Linked DNA regions of Mus musculus: all the other regions are linked to region 5. Evidence: chromatin contacts called from public HiChIP or PLAC-seq data. All regions are on one chromosome and are shown on one strand. The core of a region is the stretch at or near the end of the contact, and the rest is flanking DNA. Distances in the headings are between cores, read along the strand shown.

Region 1 (2,700 bases), core at 201-2,700, 520 kb before region 5:
TGGAAAAGAAGCCATTGATCAACATCCTGGTGAGAGGCTGCAGAGGGAGCGGCTTCCTTCTCTTCCCCCTTCCTTCCTCTGACTACTAGGGGGGGTAATCATAACTAATGTTCAGAGCCCTTATCATAGTCTGGGTATTCCAAGACAAAGTCAGGCTTAAAAAGGTGAAATTTACAAACACCACTTAACCCAAATATCTTAACTGGGGATCACTGTGAAAATTATGCAGGAGATATTGTAACCTTTTTTGGTACTAAGTGTTAAATCCGTGATATTTTCTACGCACATTGCCCTAGCACATACACGATGAGGCTGTCAACACCTTGCAGCTACTCAGAACCACACACTGCAGGGGCCTATTTTATTTATGTATTTATTTAGGCCCACTTTATTTATTTAATTCATATGCCTAAAATTGTGTCCCTTGCTTTCATTTTCACATACTTAAGGGGAAAGTTGACTGAAGGAATAATGAAGTCGCCTTTTCTCTTGTTTTCTCATGCAGCTCAGATTTCTTGCTTGGTCAATGATTTGATCTGCCCATCTGTCTGTACTGCCCATGACGCAGTCTGGCATAATAGGAGGCTAGGGCATTATCAGGACTCCGGGCTCCTCTTGGAAGTCTCCCTACATCTGGTGCTTCTGTAGGCACGGTAGGGCCTCCATTGATGACAGCTCACTTGTGGAGACAGTAGTCAGATTAGCCAAGCAGAGGCTTGATAGGGGCTCAGATTTCCTGGACCGGATGACAGGCCCGAGTCCGGAACCCCGGGTATTGCGGGGGTCTACACAGGATGCGCGCTCTGTCCATCAGGAGCATCTCAGCATCCGCTTGCGCTCAGCTGTGGTAGATCCGCTAGGGCCTCCTCCTCTTCCAACAGCAGGGATCTCCTTGTCCGCCCAGCGTCCTGTAACCCCATCCCCCTCCCTGCCGTCCCATAGCACCCAGGGCGGAGTCGCCCACCTGTCACCGAATCGTCCCACGTGGGTCTGCGGTAGGAGGGTCGAAGGGAGGGAGAAAAGACAGAGGCGTGGAGGGAGGCAGACGCAAGAGCCACCGAGGAACCGAGGAGAGGCTGAGATCTCCGAACAGCTAAACAATCTAGAGGACCCCCCACCACACCTGGTAAGGAAGGGACAATAAAGGAGACAGAAACGGGTTAGCAGAAAGAGAAGGAAAAAGATGAGAGCGATGAAGGGGCTACGTATACGCGACAAGATAAAGATGGAGAGGTGCCCTGCAAGAGAACGGTTCTAGCTAGATGACGACGGGCTAAGGGTAGGGGGTGGGAGTAGCCGGTGGTGGGCTTGAGGGGGGTGGGGATGGGGTTGGAGGAGGATCCTAGGCGTCTGCGCCTTTAAGGTTGCCAAGGCAACCGCCCTGGCCAGAGCGAGGCGCATTGACGTCAGCAGCCGAACGCTGATTGGCCGCGGTCGGCTGGTTTCCGGTGGAGCCGTCGCCGAGCCGCTATCGCAGAGTGGTAGTGAGGCTGCGAGCTGAGCCCGCTGGACGCTCGGTCACCCCGGCCGCCTCGCCCTGCGTTAGCCCCTGCTCGTGCCGCCGCCCGCCCTCAGGTGAGTGCGGGCCCGAGGCCTGACCGGGGAGTCGCCGGCCGCGGCGCTCCGCTGCGCGTCCCTGAAGGCGCGGGAGCGAGCCAAGATGGCGCCCCGGGGAGCGCGCTGCGGGGGGACGGCCGCACCCCCTGCGCCTCCGAGGCGGCCTCGGGGCCTGTCGCAGGCCTCGCACTGTCCCCCGGGGTCCGCCCTTGCACCGTTCCCCGCGGGGCCGTAGGCCGCCCCTGCCCCCCGCCGTTCCGCCCCCGTCCTGAGTGTCTCCGGGTCCCCGGTCCTGCGCTGCCCTCGGCTCCCCGGCCGCCTCCGCCCCCGCGCGCCGCGGCCTCGGCGCCCGTCCTCCCTCCCCCACTTCCTGAAGGACAAGAGCTCGGTATTTTTTTTTTTTTTTTAAACCGGAATCCGCCATGGCTTTTCGGTCTTAGCCTCGCCACTCGGCTGTAGTCTTCATCTCTGCCCAGTCGTTTCTTCTGCCCTGGCTTCCCCCCTCCTCTTCGCGGGCTCGTCTCCCTCCACCCCTCCGCTCGGTGATTTCAGCCTAGCTCCATTTCCCTTTGTCCCCCTAACACTTCTCGTCCTTTCCAGCCCCCACCACCGCCCACCCCAGCCTCCCCAGGCCTCCCGCTCCGCTCCACTCCACGTCTGCGGCCTCCTGCCTGGTGGGGGATGAGGGGCCGTCTTGCTGCTCTCAGTGATCATGACCGTGGCCTAAGTGAAGTGAAGGGCACTTTCCTGCCCTCCCTCGTGAAAATACGCGGCGCCCGTTAACCCTTAACTCCAGCCCAGAGCGGGTGTGGGGACAGCCGATGACTTGAGGGAGCCAGGATAGATAGGTTTCTTGAGCAGAGAAATGAAGGCTCGCATTTAGATGATGACCCCCACCCCACCCCCCAGGCTGTGTTAGTGTTACTTGGCATCCTTTAGATGTGGGCCCTGTCAGCAACAGGCTCCCAAAGGCGGTTTAAATATGTCCTCCAGTATAGTCCTTCTGAAAGCAAGAGTGTCATCAGAACCGAATTTCCTCAAGAATCCCCCTTCTTACGAATACTCGATGCAGTGATGATGGTTTTAGTGTTTGTTTTGGAGAGAAGCTAAGTTGTGGGGTTTTTAAAAAGTAAATACAAACGT
Region 2 (2,700 bases), core at 140-2,639, 810 kb before region 5:
TACTACATGTATTGTTTACTGCAGCCAGTGTAGTGAGTGAGTCGTGAGCTACCCAGTCATTGGCCCAAATGGACAGTAACTGATGGACTGACTTATAGTGCTGGTTTTTAAAATTTTAAACTTGTGCATGTCACGGTGTTGACCTCTTTACCCCAACTCCCTAACACACAGGAAGTTCCCAAGTTGCACACGAGTCAGGTCCCAGGAGCAAAACCAGACAGGCATCAACTTTGAAACTGACAAGAATGAAGAAGTTGGCTTCTGAGGTCCTTGCTACAGTCATTCAGCTGTCACTAGTCACGTGTTCCCCAGGAGTCTCTTTTTCAGGTGTTCTGGCCTGATCTGCTGGTATGACAGAAAAAAAAAAGTTTCTTGTCTGTCATATCCTCTGTAATCCGGCAGGAAACCCAAAATGTGCCTGCTGCAGTCCTAGGCTGAGCGCTTATCTGCTTCCTTGGGAAGAACGTGCATCAGAGTGTCCGGTTTAGGGGGATTTTCAACATGACCTCACCCTCTCCACCATTCACTGACCTCAGAAGGCATTACCCAAGTCACAAGTGCAGCTCGGATGGGAATCTAATGAGTGAGCCAGCCGCCAGCGACCTTCCTGGCACATCTCACGAGAACATCAACTCCAACTTCCCCTCAAACCAGGGCAGGTTATCAATAGTGCCCTGAGCTGCTAGGGTGAGGTGTTGATCAATAACGACATCTGACATCTACTTATCCTTCCAGATTCGGGATGGTTAGGATGACAAGGGGGCGGGGAAGGGTCGCTGCTAATTAAACGCACGATCTTGAAGGAAAGCTCTTGCCTGCCGGTAATACCAGAAACGGACAGGGAGGCTGAAGCAAGACGATTGTCACAAATTTAAGCCAACTTGGGCCGCAGGGATCTTGTCTCAAGAGTTAAAACAAAACAAAACAAAACAAGGCAAACTGTAACGAAGGAAGGCTTGCACTGGTCGGGTGCGGGGATGTCCCAGCCAATGGTCTCAAAATAGGTCGCGTGAAGGTGACAGCAAGCGGCGGGCGAGTAACTATGGGAAAGGGCAGTGGGATCTGTAGTGAGAAAGATGCCCCAGCGGAAAGGGGTCAGGATGGGCTTTGCTTACTCGCCTCGGGGCTCCGGGAAGCGGTGGCACTAAAGGGAAACAGAAACTCTGGATCCGCAGGCGCGCGCGCCCAGCCTGGCCCACGTGACCCGGGCTCCGCCGCTCTCCGAGCGCGCTCCCGGCTGCACAGGAGCGCGTGACTCCCGCCGCTGCCGCTCCCTCCTCCGCTCGGCGTGCCTGCGTGCGCGTACCCGAAAGGCAGCGGGCACGCGCACGCCCAGAGGGCCGCCGCCCCTCCCCGGGCCCGCCCTCCCTCCCTCCCTCCCTCCCTCCCACCCTCCCCCGGCCGGCGCGGCCCGCCCTGGCGAGTCAGTCCTCGGGTTCCCTCCCTCCCCGGGCGCGCTCGGGCCGCCGCTGCGCTCCCCGCCCTCCAGCCGCCTTGCCGGAGCCGCCCGCTGCCGGAGGAGGAGGTGGAGGAGCCGCAGGGGCCCGCCGAGGCGGCGGCGGCGGCAAGATGGCGGACTTCCTGCCGTCGCGCTCCGTGCTGTCCGTGTGCTTCCCGGGCTGCGTGCTGACGAACGGCGAGGCCGAGCAGCAGCGCAAGTCCAAGGAGATCGACAAATGCCTGTCGCGGGAGAAGACCTACGTGAAGCGGCTGGTGAAGATCCTGCTGCTGGGCGCGGGCGAGAGCGGCAAGTCCACCTTCCTGAAGCAGATGCGGATCATCCACGGCCAGGACTTCGACCAGCGCGCGCGCGAGGAGTTCCGCCCCACCATCTACAGCAACGTGATCAAAGGTGCGGGGCGCGGCGGGGCTCGGGGACCCCTGGGGAGCCGGGCCGGGCACCGCCCTCATCCGCCGGGTCCCCAGTCGGAGGAGACCGAACGGGATCAGATCGGACGGGCGAGCGGGTGGGCGCGCCTTGGGCACCGTTCTGTGCGCCCTGTTGCCCTGGTCCCTTCGATCCGGGACGCCCCGCTGTCCCCCCCGTGCTACCCCGGTGAGGGTCACGGTCGGCCCAGCACTCCGCGGCTGGCCTCGCCCCCTCCAAGAGGGAAGTGCGGCGAGTAGGGTGACTCGGGGCAGCGGGGCAACTTGTGTCCTCCCTGCACTCCGGGCAAGACCACCCATCAGTAGCCCCAGGTCCTACACTCCCTATCCCTTCCTATCCTTCTTTCCTTTCTGCCCGTCCCTGGTGGGTGACCCTAGTAACCGGGTATGTTACCCTTCCAGCTTTGGGCTTCCTAGGCCACCTCTTGACTTAAGCAAGTTCTGGAACGGTTGTAATGAGGAAACTTTTTTTTTTTTTTTTTTTTTTTTTTTACCCTGAGACTCTTGTCAAGGGCATAGAGTGACAGCCTCTAGAGCCTTTTGGGGCAAGAGTATGAAACTCACGTTTACTGAACTGGCATCAGGAAAGTCTATTAAAAAAAATTAGCGCGAGTGGTTTTATCGGCTCATTGCTACAGGATGTTTGTAATCACAGTTCAACATGTTGCACACTTTTTTTTTTCTTAATAACTCGAGACAGGAGAAAAAAACAGTATCATTTCATATCATTTCTAATGCTTTCATGAATTTATGTTTAAATACATGTGCTGGACTGCATGGTGGGCTTCACAAATCCTGTTGAACAGTATTTTA
Region 3 (2,700 bases), core at 26-2,525, 870 kb before region 5:
CCAGCCTAGACACGATCTGAAAATGACGTTCGACTTTGGACCACCAGACTTGGGCAGCCTCTTGTCCTTTCAGGAGCTGGGAGCTGCACTGTCTACTCTCCTGAGTGAGACAGTGTTCCCTTCTGTTTACGGCATGGCCCTTACATCTCTTCTATCTGGCTTCTCGGGGAGATGACCAGGTGTGCCGAATGTCCTGGTGTGCCCAGGTCTGTCCAGCTTTTAACATCTTGTAGATTAGGATACTTAGTCACCAACTGCACCCAGTTGCTAAGCTCCAGAGGCTCAAGGCAGGGAGGGCCCAGCTTGTCACAGAACATCCATCGGGCTAATTCCCTCAACAGGATAATCCTATGAAAAGTGGCATGAGCCAGAGGTAGGGCAGACAAGTGACCTGGGACTTAATCCTGTGAGTGTCTCTTCCCACACTGTCTAACTTAAAAGCCCAGAACTAAATGAACCACTTTGTCCCCAAACACGTCACCCCATAGGTACATTCCACCTCCCACATGTCCATCGGGAACGGACACCCTGTTCTGGCCATTAGCCATCGACAAGAAACGGTTCTAACTATACAGAAAACACACAGATTGCCATCCTGGGATCAGGGGAGGCTCTTGATCCCACAAATCACATTTTCCTGGTCTTTTTATACACACAGGCATACACACACTTAAAAATCCTGCTGTTTAGTATTGGGGGAAATGTTCATTTAATAGCCGATTCCTTGTAACAATATAGGCTGTCTCAAATCACCGCGCAGCTTCAAGCACTCTCCTGAGTAACAGGTTGTTTTTGGCCTGCAGCAGACCATCACGGCTGCCTTCGAATTCTCCACTACAGTTTACGCGAAAACCCAATCATTATGGTTTTTAAATACAACACATAGAGCCACATAGAAGTCATTTAGTAAAATTGGGCAGCGCGGATCGACCTAGATGGACGCCCTCTGCCCCTGCCCAATCTTCCCTTGGACACTCCACATACTGGGTCCCCGCCCACTTGCCAGGGTCCAGATGGGGATTCCCAGGGTACCTTTTGGAGAAATGCCATCCTCGGCCTGTACTGCTGGCCTTGGTGTCGGATCGTCATTCTGGACCCTGGATGAATTCACGACCACAACACGAATGGGAGCGAAAGGGGAAACCCCCAAGTTCACAAGCCAGCCTGGTCTGCCCCAGCCTGGGCGTAGACCGGGAGGCACAGAGAGCGGAGCGCGCAGGGCCCAGAATACCGCCCTCCACCCCTCGACTCTCCCTCGCACCCGCCGACATGCAAAGCAGCTGGAATTCGCGCCAACCAATCAGCGAGCAGCGCCGCGCGCTCATTAGCATGCACTGCGCGGGCTCCCACCTGCCACCAGGGGGCGGCGTCCGGCTCCACCTGGACCAAACCTCAGGTAGGAAGGCCAGATCAGGGATGCTGAAGCTAGAGCATCTGCCCCAAGGTGTGTGAGCCTGTTAATCTCTTTATATACAGAAGTGAGACAGAGCACAGTGGGAAAGGAGCTTTCCGACGCCAGCTTGCAGGAGAGTTGGACATCTTTGGGTAAGTCAGCGCTAAGAATTTCTTTATAAGAGAAGAGAAAATTTTAAACAGTTTCATGGTATCCAATAGAAGTGTCCATGAAGCTTCTAATAGATAAGTGAGCAACGCTGTGATTGTTCCTAGATAGATATTTAAGATAAAAAAAAATACCAGATGTAGACTTTTATTAATTGGCCTAACAAATAGACTAACTAGTAAGATGTTGGTTTCAAGAGAGGAAGAAGTGAAGAAGCCCATAGACACTCTTTAGCTAACTGTGTGCCCTTAGGCAAATTATATTTTACTTCTAATTCCCGATACTTGTATTTGTTTGTCTTTAATAGACTCTTAAAGGAACTTTTAAACTGACCTAAAAATTGGGCAGATGGGACAGAATAGATGCCTCCAGAGTGGCCACCTGCTCCACACATTCATAACCCCCCTCCAGGGTCAACCTGTCTGGGGAGATTGGTATGTGTCACCAATTGATGAGCCTATATTGGCATATATCCAGAAAAAAAAAAAAAGGATGAAGCCTCCACTTAGTCTACACAAGCAGGATAGATATACAATGTCGCATCTCGCATGTTTAAGTTGAAAAAGAACAAAGGGATTCGCCTTAGTGGTGCTCAGTCAACTGGTATACCTTTAGCATCTAAGCCCTTATCCACTATTTTTTTTTCCTTTCAGGCACATTTATTTGTAAGAATCCGTTGAACGCTGTGGACACTCTCAGAAAGCATGCTCACACACATGTTCACATAACACTGACTCCAGTTTGCAAACAATGTCAAAGTGCTCGTTTCCCCTGGGCCCCATGCAGAAGCCCCCACATCACAAACTTCAGTGAAAAGGATGTGAGCTCTCCAGGGATGGGTTGATGCAGAGGACCGGGGTTTCTGCCAATCATACCAGACCTCTGAGAAGCGTGTTCCTTATGTGAGCTGGGATCCCAGGAAAAAGCTGCAATGTCTTGACGTTTCCTCATGGAACAACTTCTGGGTTTAGTGTTACACGGAATACACATAAGCAAATAAAGCCAGCATTTCTTAGTTCTATAAATTCTGAGTAAGGAAAATAGAGGTGATTTCCTAAGGGGGTGGATTGGGAGCTTAAGTCATTCAGCAATGAGGAAAATCGAAAATGTAAGGAATTGTGCTCAGCTCTAGAATAGGA
Region 4 (2,700 bases), core at 16-2,515, 560 kb before region 5:
ATATGATTACACACACAGATTTTTCAAACAAAGACATATTGTTCAGAGCAGGGGTTTTTCAAACAGAAACACAAAGGGAATGAAAACCAGGGCTGCTTATGGCCTTAATTACACCAACGAATGAATGTTCAATATTAGCACAGTTCAGCTAGCAGCAGCCAAGGCACAAGCCTGAAGCTGAGCCCAAACCAGGAACAGAGCAGAAACTGGTACAGCCGGAAGTGGGACACTGGGAAGTGGTCATCCCTGCCCTGATGCTTCAGGGCTCCACATTCCAAAGAGATTAATCCATATGGTCCCCAGGCTGGCTTGCACAAAAACAGGGAAGAAAACAGTAGCTTGTGTCTTAAGATTCAATCCTGCAGATGCCTAGAACTCAGGCAAGCAATCCCTTGTTTATGGACCAAAGTCTAAACGTTGACCATCATAGTGAAACATTAAAAAGCCACTTAAAAGCAACAGGGTGGAGCGCCTGCTTCAGGGATGGGAAGCTGTCTGGGGCAGAGAAAGGGCTCCTGAGCTTCCAGGAGATTCCTGGGACTGGGTGGACAGCGAGTAAACACAGAAAGGCAAATAAAGAAAAGCTTCCTACGGCCAAAGAGACCAGCCAAGATGCCCAGTGCTGGGGCTGGTCGGGCCACAGGGATAGACTGACTGTTTGTCCGAGGCCCTGCCCAAATGCCACGTTGAGATACTCAAGGACAAATGGTAAAGTTTTTCTTCATCTTTCCGACTCTCTGCATCCTCCCTCTTGAGTCAAGTTGCACATTCCTCCCTTCCCTCACCTTTGTTTTGGTCCCTGATCTCCCTTTCGGTCACTAGGTGGCCCACACCAAGTCCCTCCCCCACATTCAAGGTCCCCCCTCCGCCCTCCTTGCTGACTTGTTTGGGTCACCCTAGCCGGCTCTTTCTGGCAGGCGCTGGCTGGCAGTCGTCTGGGTGGGCTCAAACCCCTACAGCCGAGCAACGCCGCGACACAGGCTGCCCTGCCGAGGTACCATCGGCGCGCAGGCCCCGGCTAGCCACCAGTTGCGTTACAGGACAACACCCTTTGGTGGCGACATTCTGTCCCCCACTTCCCTGGCCAGGGGGCTGGCGCCGTGGCTTACGTGCAGTCTTGGTTGAAAGAGAAGCAGCTGAGCGCCGCCTCCACTCGGCCCGGAGGGGCATCTGCGGCTTCGGCCTCCATCGGGGGCTCGACCCGAGAAGCCGCAGCTCTGAGCGGGGGACAGCCACCTCAGCAGCCCGCCCGCGCCGGCTCCGTGGGCCGGCTTGCCGCGTCGGTCCCGCCCCGGGCTCGCCTCCAGACAGACCCCGCCCACTCAGATACCACTTAGCTCCGCCCCTCCATCGTAAGACCCCGCCCTTACACGATTCCCATTTAGCTCCGCCCCACTCCAAACCCCCGCCCCTCCTTCAGAGAATCGGCTGGGTCCTAAAACAGCCAGGCCACGCCCCTGCCTCAAGTACCGCCCCTCTCGGCTCTAGCCCTGCCTGGGACCTTCAGGACCCGCCCTACACATTTCCCACTTAGCCTCGCCCTCTCCACTTCGGGCACCTAGCCCCACCCCCTCACAGCCCTAGCTCCGCCCTGAGCCAACCAGGCCCCGCCCCGAGCCTCCTTCTACCTAGCTTGGTAGCCCCGCCCCCTCTCCAGGCCGTCTCTGTCCCCACCCCGCCTCTTTATCACTGGGAACAGAACTGCTGACCGAACAGAGCCTTCCGCAGACAGCCAGGATTGGCCACCAACTCTTTTAGTCAATCAATAGGGCTAGTGGGCGGGACAGCTGTTGACGACCCGCCCCCTAGTCGGAGAAACCGTTTGCCATTGGCCGAAGGTGCGCGAGGCAAAGGCAGCAGGCCACGTGGTGGTGTTTTCATTGCCAGAGCGTCCAGAGGGTGAGGAGGAGGAGTGGAGCTTCAGGCTTCAAGCCTGCCTTAGCGTCGGAGACAACGCCAAGGAGGCGGGCGGACGCCTGCTTCCTTGCCCGCCCGCTAAGCTTACAGCAGTTGTAGTTGAAATCAGTAGACATCAAAGTCCAGCCGTTTTGGAGAGCCCTTAAGCTTCTCGGAAAAAGATCCCCAGCCGATTAAGAAGCCACATACAGCCCCACAGTTGAGAAAGAGCTCTTGCTAACCCCGACCCTTACATTAACAATATTACCTTGGTATGTTCCTACCCGATTTACTGAAAACCCGGTTAAAGCACTGGCTAGACTATATTATCTAAAACCAACAATACACAGCGGCATGTGAAAGGGTCTTCTTTCAGGACTTGTTATCATACAACTTTGCTCAGCAGTATTTGACCAGACATTCGATTTGTATAGAAAGGAGAGAAACTAGAATACTGTACAAGACAGTACAGCTTGAAGCTCATGTCGTTTGAGATGCATTCTGAAGCAAACTGGAGATTTGCTTCCCAAGCTTGTATACAATTGGTTGTGAGGTGCCTGGTGTGGGTTCTGGGGAACAGAATTCCGCTCATCAGTAAAAACACTGCTGAGCCATCTCTACAGCCTCTGAAATCTTCATCATCGCCATTATTATTACTATGATGATAATGGTGTCACAGTTCTGTAGATTGTGGCAATTCGGTTCATATCCAGCCACCTTGTTTATTATTTATTTATTTTGGATACATTGTCTCAAGCTATAGTCCACCGATCCTCAAGCACTTGGTAACTGATCCTCCTTCCT
Region 5 (2,806 bases), core at 107-2,606:
GAGAGGAGCTTTGTATGTCAGGAACTCAAAACCATGGTTAACTCACCCCTCTATTGATCTTTTATAATTGAAGTTTGAAAAACTCTTGGAAAAGCCACTAAAAAATTACCACAGGTCAATCATTTATAAATCCAAGGGATAAAAAATAGAAATTCTGGATAATTTCATATTTCTTCTAGCTACCAGCTATATAGATGTATAAATATTGTTACCAACTATATAATTGATCTCCAAGCTGTTACAGTTGGACACTGCAATGTATACTAAACTATATTTCCAACTAAGAAACTGATACTGTGGCAAGCCTTGGTATCTAAAAGCATAAAGATATATTTTCCAAGTGGCAACTCTTCTTTCTTAGATAATTAAGAATATACATGCAGGAAAATATTAATAAGTAAATGTGGTTATATAATCTAATTGCCATGCATTAAATCATTTGTTCCTGGCTGTTAAGACATTAACATTGTAACATTACACATGTTCTTGTAAAATGCATTTTTCTCTAGAAAGATAAAATACCTAGCTAGCGTAAATTGCTCTGAATAGCAAAAATTGCATGATTTAAAAATAATAAATTGGTTGTTACGAGCCAGTCACTTCCCAATCAGATGGTATTCACATTACTCAGAGAACGCAGAGAACGCGTGCATCTCAAGATCTTCTTATATATTTACTATGATAAAGAGGGTCAGTTGAGTGTTTTCTCAAATGCTCTCAAAGTTGGTTAAAACAACCCAGAATTCATAAAATCTGGTATCCTGATGTTGACATTCCTCTGGCAGTAAAACTGAACACACACACACACACACACACACACACACACACACACACACACAGAGCAATCCAAATAACTTCGAAAACAGCAAGAGGCAAGCAAGCTACATTCCTTTCCATTTACCCACTTGCCTGTTCTGTGATATGTGCTGTTTATGCAAAATGCTTTAACCATGGGGTAAAACCGAAAGTTCTTAGTTTTCTAACTACTATTCAGCCACCCAGTATAAAATACTCAAAGACTTGAAAAATCAAAACAACTTACTAGTAACTTCCTACACTTGGCGACTTTCTCCGGAATGTTTGCCACACTTTTTCTGTCTCTGCTTGTCTCTCACATTGAAGTGCTAGCAACCACAGTCTAGAGGTTAACTTACTCTGAGGAAGCCGAAGCAAGAATCTTCTAGAAGTCCATCCACAGATCTTTGTCCCGGAGGAGAAGTCCCGTTTCTTCTTTCGAGTCACTGCTACATGTTGATTTTGATTTTCCTTATCGTGGACGGTTGGTTCTGTTTTACTCTGGTTTCTGAAGAGAATTCTTCTGAGGGTTCAGACTGGCTGCCAAAAGCTCTGCTCACACTCCTCCACTGTTTTTCCTTTCTCTGCCTCCCGCCAGTTCCTCAGCAGGGATCCTGTGGTTGCAGATGGTTGGCTTGACATATTGAAACGTTAGCAACTATCAAACCAGGAAGAAGCTAGGCTTTAATCCCCCCACCCCCTTTGGATTAAACCCCTAACAGAAGAGTGGATTCTCAAGAGTACTTTAAACAAAAATAGTATACAGGCCAGCTCAGAGAAGATGGAGCAGAAAAGAATTTCCTAAATTACAGAAGCAAACATACAAGTCAGGTCAGATGCTATTCTCAAAACCTCTCCTGGATCTTTTTTAAAAGCTGAATCTACACGTGGCAACGAAGCAATGTGGCTGTTTTCAGTGTAAGAGCGTGCATCTGAATTTTTACCCATACCTCAGTAGCACTGCGTGCATGCTGCCTGCACCGTGGTTCTTATGATAGAAAGCATAATATTGACAGAGAGATTGTATTCTCAGCCTGGGGAGACTGCTCACCAAATAGAGCACTAACCTAGCACGCATAAGGAACTGAGTTCGATTCCCAGATACCACGTAAAAATGTCAGGGATGTTGGCTTGGGGGATAAATTCTCAGTGATGCTGGGGGTGGGGGTGGGGGGAGACAGGAGGATCCCTGGAGCTGGCTGCTAACCCGTTTAGCCTTATTAGTGAGCTTTGTGGTCCAGACCAATAGGAGACTTTGTCTCTAAGGAGGTGGGCGGACGGACAATATTTCTAAGGATAATAGCCAAGGGCCAAAGTTGTCTTCTGGACTTTATCTGAATGCATACGCGTTTGCTATGTACCTGGCTCCAAAAGTGAGAGGTGGGGCAGGAGGAGGAAGAGAGAAAGAGAGAGGGAGAAAGGGGAGGAAGAGATTGTTATATTAATGTTAGCCTCCGGTTCCAGGAAGCAAGTTGCTCTGTGTCCAACCACTCGTTTTCGATATGTCCTGTTTGCCGTGTTATCAAGTGTTTAGAGCAGACAATGACCACATCATGAATATATGTGTACATGGAAGGCAAAGCATCACACAGATAGTAAATATCCCTTCAATCGTCTCAAGCCTTTTTACCCATTTGCTAATTATATTAGATCCAGAAACTACTTTTCCAAGTCTGTACAAGCATACTGAACTCATAGTCTGTAACAAGTTCTCTGATTGTTTCTGTATTGGCTAGTTTTGTGTCAACTTGACACAGCTGGAGTTATCACAGAGAAAGGAGCTTCAGTTGAGGAAATGCCTCCATGAGATCCAACTGTAAGGCATTTTCTCAATTAGTGATCAAGGGGGGAGGGCCCCTTGTGGGTGGGACCATCTCTGGGCTGGTAGTCTTGGGTTCTATAAGAGAGCAAGCTGAGCAAGCCAGGTGAGGCAAGCCAGTAAAGCATCAGCCCCTGCTCCCTGACCTGCTTGAGTTCCAGTCCTGACTTCCTTTGGTGATGAACAACAGCA

The links. HiChIP or PLAC-seq counts read pairs in DNA pulled down with a chosen protein or histone mark.
Region 1: a contact with region 5 is called in an H3K4me3 HiChIP or PLAC-seq map of bone marrow-derived macrophages, with 4 times the contacts expected there. The contact joins the promoter of Prkar1a here to the promoter of Abca9 in region 5. A contact is called at or near these places in 9 of 39 promoter capture datasets (the 3T3-L1 cell line, the C10 cell line, cranial neural crest and 5 more), 1 of 484 Hi-C or Micro-C datasets (uterus), 8 of 115 datasets of contacts at active chromatin or transcription factors (the NIH/3T3 cell line, SST interneurons, bone marrow-derived macrophages and 4 more) and 3 of 9 other capture datasets (adipose tissue, liver and macrophages).
Region 2: a contact with region 5 is called in an H3K27ac HiChIP or PLAC-seq map of microglia, with 5 times the contacts expected there. The contact joins the promoter of Gna13 here to the promoter of Abca9 in region 5. A contact is called at or near these places in 2 of 115 datasets of contacts at active chromatin or transcription factors (bone marrow-derived dendritic cells and microglia).
Region 3: a contact with region 5 is called in an H3K27ac HiChIP or PLAC-seq map of microglia, with 4 times the contacts expected there. The contact joins the promoter of Rgs9 here to the promoter of Abca9 in region 5.
Region 4: a contact with region 5 is called in an HNF4G HiChIP or PLAC-seq map of pancreatic cancer cells. The contact joins the promoter of Wipi1 here to the promoter of Abca9 in region 5. A contact is called at or near these places in 5 of 39 promoter capture datasets (frontonasal cranial neural crest, hippocampal neurons, liver and 1 more), 1 of 115 datasets of contacts at active chromatin or transcription factors (pancreatic cancer cells) and 1 of 9 other capture datasets (adipose tissue).

Annotation. Positions count from the first base shown.
Region 1 is chr11:109,649,499-109,652,198 of GRCm38.p6, forward strand. It overlaps Prkar1a (protein kinase, cAMP dependent regulatory, type I, alpha), which reads left to right and starts at 1,451. Exons shown (of 11, transcript NM_001373913.1): 1 at 1,451-1,575.
Region 2 is chr11:109,361,405-109,364,104 of GRCm38.p6, forward strand. Gna13 (guanine nucleotide binding protein, alpha 13) reads left to right here and starts at 1,390. Exons shown (of 4, transcript NM_010303.3): 1 at 1,390-1,852. The coding sequence starts at 1,570. It overlaps Gm11696 (predicted gene 11696), which reads right to left and starts at 2,250. Exons shown (of 2, transcript NR_038097.1): 1 at 1,702-2,250.
Region 3 is chr11:109,296,906-109,299,605 of GRCm38.p6, forward strand. It overlaps Rgs9 (regulator of G-protein signaling 9), which reads right to left and starts at 1,276. Exons shown (of 19, transcript NM_011268.2): 1 at 1,033-1,276. The coding sequence starts at 1,089. Gm39441 (a long non-coding RNA gene) reads left to right here and starts at 1,325. Exons shown (of 3, transcript XR_880277.3): 1 at 1,325-1,545.
Region 4 is chr11:109,610,124-109,612,823 of GRCm38.p6, forward strand. It overlaps Wipi1 (WD repeat domain, phosphoinositide interacting 1), which reads right to left and starts at 1,266. Exons shown (of 13, transcript NM_145940.2): 1 at 1,110-1,266. The coding sequence starts at 1,189.
Region 5 is chr11:110,166,797-110,169,602 of GRCm38.p6, forward strand. It overlaps Abca9 (ATP-binding cassette, sub-family A (ABC1), member 9), which reads right to left and starts at 1,357. Exons shown (of 39, transcript NM_147220.2): 1 at 1,155-1,357.